2 separate regions of the Mus musculus genome follow, and region 2 is linked to region 1. Evidence: chromatin contacts called from public promoter capture Hi-C data. All regions are on one chromosome and are shown on one strand. The core of a region is the stretch at or near the end of the contact, and the rest is flanking DNA. Distances in the headings are between cores, read along the strand shown. Region 1 holds the start of Ei24 (etoposide induced 2.4 mRNA). Region 2 holds the start of 4933422A05Rik (RIKEN cDNA 4933422A05 gene).

Region 1 (6,566 bases), core at 1,815-4,314:
GTCAGTTTGTTAGGTAAAGAATCACCTGGGAAGAGGACCCTGATTGAGACTATGTCTCCATCAGATTGCCTGTTGATAAGTCTGTAAGGCTGGATTTTCTTGAATAATGATTGGGGTGGAGAGCCCAACCCACTGAGGGCAATCCTGCACCTGGGCAGGTGGGCCTCGGTGTTATAAGAAAGCAGACCAAACAAGCCTCGTAAAGCAAGTCAGTAAGCAATGTTCCTTCATGCTTCACTTCCTGCCTCAAGTTCCTGTCCTGACTTTAACTCATTGACAGAATGTGATATAAAACTGTAAGCCAAATACATTCCTCTTCAAGCTGCTTTTGGACATGATGTTGTATTGTAGCAATGGCCACCTCACTTATGCTATATCTGAGAGGTCTGGGCATTTGTTTTGCCATTGACTTTGACATCTGGGTTTCAGGTTCTTTCCACGTAGGAATAATAATAATAATGGCTTATAATAAGCATTTGATTCTATAGATGACCCGATCAGTAGCAGGTCTAAGCATTGGTGAAGGCAAAGGGAAATAAGAAGAAAAAGAAGTGAAGAGCCATAGAAGAGATTGGGAGTAGGGAACAAAGTCTTCTAGAAGAGGCAGAATAGTTCAGAGAGTAAGCAAATAGGCCACCCTAAATGATGCCATTTTTCTATAAGGGCAATTGTGAGCTAAGAGCACTTAAAAGTGAAACAAAACCAGCAAGAAAGGAGTTCTCTTAAAGGTGGGGCCAGAGGAAGACTAGTCAGGTCTCTACCACTGAGCTACACTGCCAGGCCAAGAGGGGCAATTATCCTCTCCTTTCCCTCTTTTTATTTTTTGGTTTTTCGACACAGGGTTTCTCTGTATAGCCCTGGCTGTCCTGGAACTCACTTTGTAGACCAGGCTGGCCTCAACTCAGAAATCCGCCTGCCTCTGCCTCGCGAGTGCTGGAATTAAAGGCATACTCCACCACGCCCGGCTTCCTTTCCCTCTTAAAAGCAGGGAGTTGCTGCTCTAAAAGTAACTTGAATAGGAATTTGAAGGGGATGGGAATTTAGCTCAGTGATAAAGCACTTGTCCAGTATACACGTCTAACTGGGCTAGATTTTTAAAAAATAGTTAATAGGTGGGGTACAAACCAAACCTTATCAAAATGCGATTTTTTCTCTTTAGCCCCACCCACCACTTCTCTACAACTGCCATTCTTTGCACAATGGCATTTAAAAACATTTGGGCTGGGAACTGGTGGCACACTCTTTTAGTCCCAGCATCAGGAGGCAGAGGCAGGTGGACCTCTAAGTTCAAGGCCAGCCTGGTCCTCACAGCTAGTTCTATTTTCAAGACAGGGTGTTAGTCCTGGGTGTCCTCGAACTTAATTTTTTTTTTCCTTTTTGGTTTTTTGAGACAGGGTTTCTCTGTGTAGCCCTGGCTGTCCTGGAACTTACTCTGTAGACCAGGGTGGCCTCGAACTCAGAAATTTGCCTGCCTCTGCCTCCCAAGTGCTGGGATTAAAGGCGTGCGCCATGCCAGGTTTCGAATTTAATGTTAATCCTCAGCCTTCCCTGTACTGGAGCTAAAGGAGTGAGTACATCCCACCACACCCAGCCGCGAGGACTCCTAACCAAGATCTTTTGAGGTGGAAAGACTCTTTTTTAATATGAGCCACACCTCCTGTTGGCAGCCTATATAAAGAACATGGATGAAGGGAACTCACGCTTTCCTGCTTGCTCTTGCTCTCACTGGCAAGTCCATTCCTCCACTGGCAGTAGAGCCTACTACTTTGGGATTCCAGCGTGTACTGAAGACCAGCTTCGACACCCAGCCTTGTGAAGTGCACAACTGCTGAACTCTTGGACCTTCCATTCACAGGTAACCATTGTTGGTTTAGTTGGACCACAGCCTGTAAGTCATTCTAATAAACCCCATATATATTCATTAAGTTCTGTTCCTCTGGACTAAACTAACTGGGTGGTGGTGCATGCCTTTAATCCCAACACTTGGGAGGCAGAGGCAGAGGCAGGCCACCCTGATTTACAGAGTGAGTTCCAGGACAGCCGGAGCTATAGAGTGAAGCCCTGTCTCCAGCCTCCCTCCATCCCCCTCCAAAAAATAAAAGAAAACCCATCTCCAATCTTCTTCATTCCCTTCTCAGGGTTTATATGTCAGTCACTACTAACTCACTAGCTAACTTGTATGCTTTTCTTATACTTGACTCTTTCTGGGTTTTGTTTCTTAAATTCAAAGGAGAAACCTGAAAAGGGTAAAAGTGGCTTTTCCTACAGTTTCATGACAAGAAATTATGGAGCCAGGCTAGAAATGAGCCAGTTGAAAACAGCAATCTCTACTTGTTTTTTATCACAGCCATTCCATCATTACAATCCGCACTAAATGCTACCTAAGTGGTTGATGCCTTATATTCTGAATCACTCAAACTTCTGATCTCTTGCCTCCAAATTCCAAGTGCTGAGATTGTACTATCATGCCCTGTGTAATATAATTCTTGGACTTGAAGCCAGGGCTTTTTGCATGTGCATGATAACTGATTACTCTATTGAGTTTTTGTTTTTTGCTTTTGTTTTTTTCTGAATCAAGATGTTGTTACACAGCTCTGCCAAGGCTGGTACTTACTAGGTAGCCAAGGCTGGACTCGAATTTGGACCATTTCTTCTCTTCAGCTTTCCAAGGGCTGGGATTTCAGGTGTGCATCACCATACCTGGTTTATTAGTCTTTATAGAAAGCCTCCAAATTATCAAGGTGTCTCCTATTTTATTGTTTTCATCATTTGTTCTTAAAGGATATCAGAAAGACCAGCACTGATGTGTAGATAGATTAAGGAGGTTAACGATCGCTCAACAGTGAGAAGGGGTTTGACTAGGAGGCAACAAAGGTCTAGAATCCTGGACCTGGATACCCAGAATGAGTCTGGACTCTGAGGTCCAGCCAACTACAATTCCCAGGCTCCCAGACCACGCCCCCCGGTATGGCCCCGCCCTACCTCGCTAGCCCCGCCCCTGCCCAGCGACCGGCAGGCTGCCCGCCCGACTTCCCAGCTGCCCCGTGCGGCCCGGGCATGCCCAGTGTGGGCGCAGCCCCGGCTCTCCGAGCGCCCGGGCGGAGCGGGCAGCCGGGCGCGGAGCAGGCGAACCGAGCCTCGGTGGGCGAGCGCCCTGGCTGGAGCCGCGGCGGTAGGGTGGCGGGGTAGGTGCAGGCCGCGGCGGGCAGTGGGCTCGAGCCGCTTGCAAATCGCAGCCTGGGCGGCAGGGCCCATCGAGGGCTGGCAGGCCGGAGCTAGTTCCTAAGGTTCTGGAAGGGGCTGCGGCAAGGACCCCGGCCCCCGAAGGGCCCGGGACGCGAAAGGCGGCAGGGGCAGGCCTGGCGGCGGCGCGCGGGACTCAGGCTTTCCCCAGGTGCGGCGGGGCTATCTTTAGCTCCGGTGACCCTCAGTGAGCGAGGTCCGCACCTTGTGCGCGGCAGTGGCTGGGGAGGAAGACGGGTTCTCACCCCAATTGCCCCGACGCTGCGGGAGAGAAGGGGCCGAGTACCCCAGGTTGCCCAGGAGGCAGCCTGTGGCCGGGTGATGCGTGAGGGTGTTTACCTTTTCCCTACCTGGAGTGGGAAACACTGGCTTCCTCCCTTCCGGGACTTGAATCTGGTGGCTTCGGAATGAAAGTGCAGGAGTATGTCTCAGTAGGTGCTTAATCGGTTCTAAAGACTGTCAAATTTATTGGCCAGCAGTGTTTCAAGGTTTAAGGAAGGTGATGCTTGGGTTAAACAAAAATCCTCGTTGCAAAGCTTAAGCCAAAAAGTCCAGTCTCGGTTAGAACACTGAAGTTCCAAAGTTGGTTGTAATTAGCTTTCACTCACTGTTGACAAACCGTTTATATGTAAAATATTGTGAACCAGATGATGCATCTTGGTTTTCTCTGTTGTTAGAGCCCTTTGTGTCAGTCAGTGTGTGGTCTCAAATCGTGGAAGGTTATTTTTCTGCTTGTCTCAGCAATTTGTTAAACAGGGCAATTCATACCAAATGTTCTCTCCCATAGAAAAGTTGTTAGGCCCACGGTATAATAATGGCCTTTCCTTTAAAGGCTCTATTTGGTCACTGGTACTTTGTTAGTTGGTACATGAAGAAGCCGGGTATTAATCTGCCAAGGAGTCAAATAACACAGTGGTTCTGGGATATGACAGATTTTGAAGCTCCCTGTCTGGGCTCTTGGAGAAAACTAGAGTAATGGATTTTCTCACCTCAAGTCGGGTGTGTTCTTTAACAGGATTACATTTATCCAGAATTTTTTCAGCTTTGTTTATTCTGTCGTACTCTATCCCGTGAAGAATTTTAATATGCTACCCTTTATTTGTAGATGAGCAAGTTGTTGCTTAAGATGGTGGTACATTTGTGATATACCTTAGTGTCTTGGACATTTACTAGTTTCCTGGTCATGGACTGCTTTTTACCACAACTCCTAGAGCACTGGCTTTCTCTGTACACATGATTGAAGCTCTTGAGGTTTTCTTTTTCTGCTTTTTTAGGAGGGGGGAGTGGGAGTAGTAACAGATGTTTCCTAACCTTAGGAACTTCTCTAGGTGAGCACATTTGGGTAGGATTTGACGTAAGGAGCAGATGCAGGCAGCCTTCTGACTGTACTCCCTGTTTGTCCAGTTCTGAATGGCATCAGTCCAGTTGGGTCAGTGTGGTGCTGAAGTGGCCAGAGGTCAAGGAAAGTATCCTTTATGTTTTGAAGTTTGAGTTGTATACAAGCTGACTATTATATTTTATTATCTCTTAAATTGAAGATTCTAAGCTTGATTTGGTGGGGCATGATAACTTTGGAATCCTAAAATCTCATATTTTTGCAAGCAGACTTTCCATTCACCTGAGAGTTCACTTTAAAGAAATTAAATAATTGAGAGTCTTTGGGGGGGGGGCAGGGTTTCTCTGGCCCTGGCTGTCCTAGAACTCACTCTATAGACCAGGCTGGCCTTGAACTCAGAAATCCTCCTGCCTCTGCCTCCCAAGTGCTGGGATTAAAGGTGTGCGCCACCACTACCCAGCTGAGAGACTAGTATTTTAAGATTATTTATATATAGGGGCTGAAGAGATGGCTCAATGTTTAAGAGCACTAACTACTTTTCAGAGGACCTAGGTTCAATTCGAAGCATCCACAAGGCAGCTCACATTTGTAATATATGACTGATGCACAGATATATGCAGGCAAAACACTTATCTTCATAAAATTAAGTTGGTTTTTTTTTTGTGTGTTGTTGTTTTTTAAAAAGCTGGGTAGACCTCTTAGTTCAAGGCCAGCCTGGTCTACAGAGTGAGTTCCAAGACAGCCAGAGCTACACAGAGAAACCCCATCTTGAAAAACAAGATTTTCTAGTATGAACCCTCTTATCATTTTGGTACTAGAGACTGTGTATGCGAGGCAGGTTCTCTACTAAACTATATTCCCAATGTTTTGTTTTGTTTTTGAGAGAGTTTTTTAAATTATCCAGTTGTTAATTAATTCAGCTTGTGTAGACCTTGAACTTGTGCCTATCTTAGCCTGCCAGGCAGCTGGGATGCTAGGATTTCATCACCAGCCCTCAGTCTCAGTTTAATTTCTCTTGGTGTTGGGAATGGAACATACCGTGCAAGCACTCTACCACTGAATTGTACTTTTTTTTTCTCTATCAGTTCTTTTCAACATTTATTGTCTGTTTGCATCTGTTTGCATGACCTTGCATTTACATGTGAATGAGCCATGGCCAGTGTGCTTGTGAAGTCAGAGGACAACCCACCTGTAGGCTCTGCAGAAGACACACCTTCACCTCCCCAGCCCCGACTCTGAGTTATTTGCAGCTCTGTCAATTTATTAATTATAAAGCTGGGTTTTCCAATCAACTGAGAAATAATATGAGAGAAACCTTTACTATTCTTTAGTTTTTGCAACAGGGTCTCATGTAGCTTCCTTTAAATTTCCAATTTAGTGGATGATGACCTTGAATTCCTGATTCTCTTGCCTCAGCTTTTCTAACTAACCCTTACCATTCTAACCCTTCTAAAGACTGTTTACAAATGTGAACTTTATGACCTTTTGCTTGTTTCTCTGGCTCCAATGCATATTGAGTGAGCATGCAGCCTGCCATTGAACTAGACCGTCAGCCTTAGTCTGTCTAGTTTAAAATTCTTTGTTTCTTACATGATCCTTAAAAGACATGTGCATGTATATTTAAGATTAGAAAGTGAACTGGTACTGTAGGCCAATGGTAGAGTATTTGCTTATTACATGTGAAGCTCTGGGTTTGGTAGTTTTAGATTATGTCTTAAATTTTCCCATGTATTTGAGGACTATGAATAAAGTGAATCAAAATAAATTATTGTTATTATATGAGACAGGGTTTTCAGTGTAGAACTTAATATGTATCTGCCTGGTGAGAAAACTGGTGATTCTCCTGCCTTTGCCTTCTGAGTGCTAGAATTGCAATCTATCATAGTGTGTAGCTTCTGTGTGTGCGTGCATGCACCTGCCTGTGTAGGTCTAGAAAAGGTTATTGAACCCCCGGGAGCTGGAGTTCAGATGGTTGTCAGTGGTCTGA
Region 2 (6,566 bases), core at 1,109-3,608, 1.5 Mb after region 1:
CCAGGGGTCAAAGGTCTGCAGAGGCAGAAGTTGGGAGGTGCAAAGACCTGAAGAGCTGAGGATCCGTAAGTTCCTGTCAGACTGGCATTTAGAGCAACAAAGATCCTGTGGAGAGAAGCACAGGAGGCAGGCCTGCCTGGAGGGCCTTCCTCACCCAGCAAGCAATGCAAAAGGAGGGAGTGGGCCTCTTTTCCTATTCACTTCCTCACCCAAAACCCATCCTTAGATCAGGACCTTCCAAACTCATCACCTTTATTTTCTCTTGGCTATTTACTAGATGACAAACTAATAATTTGTCTGTATAATATTAATGAGTCAAGATCATACTTACCTACCAACTAGTACATGTGACTGAGGGACAAGGCAAGTTGTTAGACCCTGAGCCCTAGTTAACTAGCCAAGAGCTAGAGACCAGACCGGGATCTCTGGCTTAAGCTGTTGTAGCCCTGCGGTGAGCACACATTCCTGCCAGGCCTCTTGTTAGTTGAGACCAGCTGGATCAAACTCTCCATTTTTCATATCATGAACCTCTTATCGCTGAGTCTGAATCGAATTCTATTTCACATCCTCCCCAGCAACCCAAAGCATGGCCTCTCCCTACGAATTTCACCCCTTCACCGTGGAACAGAAAAGTCAGGCTCAAGCTAGCCAAGAAAACAATAACAGAGGAACAAGAGTCACAGCACTGGAGTGGCCAAAGTCAAGTTCATCAAGAGGGCAAGAAAGACAAAGAATGATTTGTGGAGGATATTTGGTATTTGGTTAAAACCTATTCCCACTTTTGGGGAAGTGGAAATAAGAAATAGGCAAAATATGGGGCACTACTGCCATCTGGTGGCAGTATCAGACAATTCACTTCACTTACACTGTCATCATAAAATGAAATCTTGCCCCATGACGTTGTTTATAATTCAATCCACTGTAACCTTCAAACAAAACGAAAGAAAATTTTGTCACAACAACACCACGAGGTAATAAGATTCTCCCCACAAGTGGCTTTAGGACGATCAGCTGCCTGGCTAGACTCCCTCTTTACCCCATACATGGAAATGAGCTCAAAAGGTCTGGGAGACTTACAAGTGCTGATGGTAGACAGTCTCAAAGCTTTAAGGACAAGTATCTATGGTTTGTGTTAGTTAGTAGTTGCTGAGAAAAAGAAGAGTTGACAAAATAAACTCATCCACACAGGAACACCTTCATATTACAAGGTGTGGTGGTTTGAAGATGCTTGGCCCAGGGAGTGGCAGCCACTATTAGGCATGGCCTTGTTGGAGGAAGTGTAGGGGTGGGCTTTGAGACCCTCATCCTTGCTGCTTGGAAGACAATCTGATGCTTTCTAGGAGTGGTGGATCTGAAGGAGAAGGGAGGTGGGATGGAGGGACTGGGAGGAGAAGAGGAAGGGGAAACTATGGCTGAGATGTTATATATGAGAGAAGAGTAAGAAAAAAGGATATGAGAGTGGAAAGACAGAACTGTTGGGAGTGAGAAGTAAATAAAAGAAGGGGATGCTGGGAGAACATGATCAAAATATCTTACATTCATGTATGAAATGAATAAATTTAAAATATTGTAAAATAAAAGAAAGGATGAAGCTTCCTGTCCCGGCCGCCATCGGAGAGCAGCAGCCATGGCTCTGTGCTACCCCATGGCCGTGGGCCTCAACAAGGGCCACAAGGTGACAAAAAATGTCAGTAAGCCGAGACACAGCCGGCGACGTGGGCGCCCCACCATACACACCAAGTTCGTGCAGGACATGATCCGGGAGGTGTGCGGCTTCGCGCCCTACAAGCGGCGAGCCATGGAGTTGCTCAAAGTGTCCAAGGACAAGCGCGCACTCAAGTTCATCAAGAAGAGAGTGGGCACGCACATCCGCGCCAAGAGAAAGCGGGAGGAGCTGAGCAACGTGCTGGCAGCCATGAGGAAGTTGGCGGCCAAGAAGAATTGATGAGCCCTCCCCCAATAAAAGATGGTTCCTACAAAAAAAAAAAAAAAAAAAAGATGAAAAGGGGGAAAGCAGGGCTGAAGAGATGGCTCGGTGATTAAGAGTACTGATTGTTGTTCCAGAGGTCCTGAGTTCAATTCCCAGAAACCATAGGGTGGCTCACTACCATCTATAATCATTGCTGGTGAGAATATATATTAGTGCATTCAGAGTGGAAATCAAATCAACATGGATGTTCCTCAAAAAAAAAAAAAAAAATAGGGTGCTGGAAAGATACCCAAGGGTTAAGAGCATTAGCTGTCCTTCTACATGACCTAGGTTCAATTCCAGTCTGCATGTGAGAGACCAAATCGTTTGGGTTCAGACTCCATCTTAGAAAACCTAACCTAAGGTTGAACGTGAGTTATTAACCAACTGGCACCTAGCACCAGTTTCCAGGTTACCAGATTCCAACCCCACCCCCACCCCCTTCCACAAGACCTGTGCCTAGTACCAGTTTCCAAGTTATTCCCCAACAAATCTGTTTCTCCAGATTAAAAGCCTGCCCCTAACAAACACCTCACTTCTTAGCAACCACCAAACAGGAAGAAAACAGAAGTTAAGTTTATGATTTGGTTCCCAGTACCAGCCAATTATGTTAAAGGTTATAATGGCTCCCCAGTCAGATAGTCCCTTCTTGCTTCTATCATGCTTGCCTAAAACTAGGCTCAGGGCTCCACCTTCCTACTGTGCAAGGGATGCCTGGGAGCCCAAGCTCCAGCTTGAATAAGGAGACGCTAATGCAACTGCATTGGATTCAGCTCCTTGGTGATCTTTCGGGGGTTCACAAATGTTTCCTGGCATACATAACACATGATGTGAGAGAGCTATAGCGGAGCTTCAAGAGCATCATGCCCATGGCAGAGACACATGGGGATCTAGAGCTCAGAGAAACCAAGGAAAAAGACCAACTGTCATCAGCACACAGGAGGAGGGTGCCAAGCTCACCTGGATCTGCAGGTGAAAGTGGAGCTCAGCAGGGTGTCTGCCCAGAACCCTTCTAAAAGCCTGGATGTCAATCAAATGAGAAGGCATAGAAGGAGCTCTTGAAGCCCTGAGCAGGAGACCCAGTTATCAGATGTAAAGACACATGTAGTTTGAAGGCTGAAAATGGATTTGTGGGCTTAGGTAGAACATTCCCAGGCTGAAAAAAATCCCACATACCCAAGAGGCAAGTTACTGCTCTCAGAGTGGGCTTCGGGTGAGCCACCTGCCCCTCCAGACTCTGCAGTACTTCTCAGAGGCACAGATACATATCTCATAGAAGGCTAACAACAAAGCTGTACTTGGGCAGCTTTTTGGCATTTCCCATCACAAGTTCTCATTTTTAAATTATGTGCATGTATGACTTTAAGGGGGAAGAAAAGAGGGGGACACCATCTTCACACACTAGTTACATGATGTAACTGCTGTTGATCAACATTCTAACCCGGTGAAGTTCATGTTAGGCATGGCACAGGTTCCTCCAGTTTCTCAAACCATGCTAACAGATCCTCTTACTGTATCTGTGACAATTACAGATGTCACCTTATACAGCAAGACCCACTGCTTAAGCAGGCCAACCCAGCAAGGATCTGATAAATATTTAAACCCTTTCTAAGGTATAAGAGAACACAGAAAAGGGACTTCGTTGTTTTCCCTGCCTCAAACACTGCTGTGAAGAGAAGCTCCAACAGGGAAGTCCAGTTCTCTCTAGAAGATAGGCACAGCCTTGGTATGCCCTACATCCAGGCTGGCCTTTGGGCTGCTGCCTGGCTCCTGGGAGGTAGCAGTGCCTGAGAGTTCTCCAAGCACCTACCAGGTCATGGCCCACCCCATTGGCCATTTGGGTTTCTGAATCAAAGCCAATTAGTGGTATTTTCTAGGTGTCAAATTCTTGTCCCTGTGTCTTTCAATTTGAATCAATCGAGCCTCGGATAACCCTCATTGGCTACCATACTGACACTGTGCAAAGCTTGTCCCTGTATCTTGAGAAGCACAGATAATGGCAAACAAACAACGTGTGTAGCCTGCTGCCAAACTCAGACACCATGATTTTAGATGATCAAGTGTTGCTAAACCTTTTCCTCTTTGCCGATAGGAAACGTGTCTAATGAGCTGAAGACAGGGGCAAGAAAGATTTATTCAGATTGCCAGCCAAAGGAGATGATGCCAGGCTGTCTCCAATAAAGATCATCTTAGCTTATTATGGTTTGAGCCCTTTCATCCCTAAGCAAGGGGCAAGAACTGGAGCTTATGTTGAGAAACTTCTAGCTGCCACTTCAGGGATCTCCAATGGGACTATCCTGACAGTTGCTATGCAGGTAGCCATAAATATGTACTGCCTCCATAAATACTAAAAACATCATAGCGACTCTTATTTTGGATAGAAGCAATCCATTGGCCTTAGAAGCCAAAACTTTCCTGCCAGCCATTCAAGATAGAAAGAGAAAAGTTTCAGACTCCCAGTCCTGGACAAACATTTTCTTAAGTGATGGGCATGTCTGCATGCTGAGCTGAGCTGAGCAGACATCTGGCCCCAAAAGCAAGCAGATTCACTATAAAGAAAGAGATGCCAAGCCTTTAATCATCCAAGCCATCCACTGACATGTGTCTAAATGGTCATTGCTGTCAGCAGGAAAGCCTTCACTTCTCTAAAAGATAACTTAGGCAACCATTGCTATAACCCACATCAAGGTGACACCTATATCAAAACTAGTGCCTGACTAACAATATATTGCTCAGCTACCTGGCCACATTTAGTGATTTTTACAACCCATTAAAGCCAAGTCTGAGGAGCATTTTCTCGATTAAATGTCCTCTGCAGGCAAGCTGTGTCACCCCCGGGCAAGTGGCCCTGGATTGCACAAGCGAGCACACTGAGCAAAGCCATGGGGAGGAACCCTGTAAGAATGATTTCTCTGCTTCAGTTTCTGCCTCCAGGTTCCTGCCTTAGTTTTCCTCAATGATACACTGTAAGCTATGAAACGAAATAAACCCTTTATCTCCAAGTTGTTGTTTTTGGTCATGGTGCTTATCATAAAAACAAAAAAAGCAAACTAAGACATACTCTGAGTAAAAGACTATCTTTTAGATTTTTAAAAAATAAAAATTAATGTTGTATAAGAGAATCATGCTCTCTGCCTCCAAATTCATGTATTAAAGTCCTGTGGTGTTCTGAATGAGAAATGTCCCGGATTGGATAGGTTTGGGTGTCTGAACACTTGTCTCCCAGTTGACGGCACTGTTTGGAGTGATGGTGTAGCCTTGCTGTAGGAAAGCACACCCCAGGAGCAGGTTTTCAGTGTTCATAGTCTCAACCCACGTTCAGTTCCTTTCTCTGCTTCATGCTTATGGTTAAAGATGGGATTTCTCAGCTTCCTGCTCCAGCTGCCTGCTGCAGTGCTGCCTGCAAGCTGGAGAGGAAAGGGCTTATTCAGCTTACACTTTCACACACTGTTTGAAGGAAGTCAGCATAGGAACTGAAACAGGGCAGGATCCTGGAGTCAGAGTTGATGCAGAGGCCATGGAGGAATGCTACCTTACTGGCTTGCTCCCCTTGGTTTCCCAGCCTGCTCTCTTCTAGAACCCAGGGGTGGCCTCACCCACAATGGGATGAGAAAATACCTTACAGCTGGATCTTATGGAGGCGTTTTCTCAATCGAGTGCCGTGAGACCCTGTATAAGAAATAAAAAATGAAAATTTGAAAGCTAACGGACAAAAGCAGTGTGACCTTCATGATGACACTTCATGGTGACACTCAGCAGGATAGCCAATGCGGCAAGTTCTGAGGTTGTGCCAACCTAGGCAGTGATCTTCCTCTGAACATCAGGGAGCTAGTCACACTTTTTTGTTTCTTGAGAAAGTTCATGAGAACTGTGAGCATTCCTGGGTTCTCTCAGCCTACTAAACATTCAGTTTATCACTAAAGAATGATGTTTCCATCAAGAAGACAGCCAGCAGGAGGATGAGGACACACATCCAGTCACTTTTCTCACATGCCCTGACTATTTCACTCTCTTCTTTCCATACTTTCCAACGAACTCCAACTTTCTTCAATTCAGCCCAACTATGAGTTGTATCTGTGTAAAAGAAGGTTTACAAAGACCAGGATAAGAACTAGATGTATCCATCGACAGGGAGGTCCATTCCATTGCATGGGTGCTCAGCACGGCCATCTCCTTCATGTGAAACAAAGGCAGGAGGCCTTATTAAATGGCAGCACCAATATCATCAGTCATGAGTTACCCAAAGCCATCCCTAGAAAAGACAAGCATTGCATACAGCAGAAATGCCAAACACAAATTTCAAGGAAGTCTCTCCCTAAATGTCTAAATCACCCATTTAAACAGATCCAAACTAGTAATCTAAAGACCAAATTCAACCTCCAAATATGTGCTTAGCTACCTGAGTGTGTGTGTGTGTGTGTGTGTGTGTGTGTGTGTGTGCGCGCGCGCGCGCGCGCGCGAGTGCATGTGCCTATCTATGTGTATGTACCTGTGGGTGTATGTGTGTAAAGGCCAGAGGATGGCATGGTCTTTCTCAATCAAGCTCTAAATTTTTAGACTGCCCGAGGGATCCTTGTCTCTGCAGCCTTGGCACTGC

Evidence for each region. Promoter capture Hi-C pulls out the DNA fragments that hold promoters and counts their contacts.
Region 2: a contact with region 1 is called in a promoter capture Hi-C map of liver, with 5 times the contacts expected there. The contact joins the promoter of 4933422A05Rik here to the promoter of Ei24 in region 1. A contact is called at or near these places in 4 of 39 promoter capture datasets (cranial neural crest, hippocampal neurons, liver and 1 more), 2 of 115 datasets of contacts at active chromatin or transcription factors (both in embryonic stem cells) and 1 of 9 other capture datasets (liver).

The regions. Positions count from the first base shown.
Region 1 is chr9:36,793,832-36,800,397 of GRCm38.p6, reverse strand. Ei24 (etoposide induced 2.4 mRNA) reads left to right here and starts at 3,064. Exons shown (of 11, transcript NM_001199494.2): 1 at 3,064-3,185.
Region 2 is chr9:35,276,897-35,283,462 of GRCm38.p6, reverse strand. 4933422A05Rik (RIKEN cDNA 4933422A05 gene) reads right to left here and starts at 2,358. Exons shown (of 5, transcript NR_040715.1): 1 at 2,257-2,358; 2 at 866-926; 3 at 1-105. It also overlaps the pseudogene Gm5614.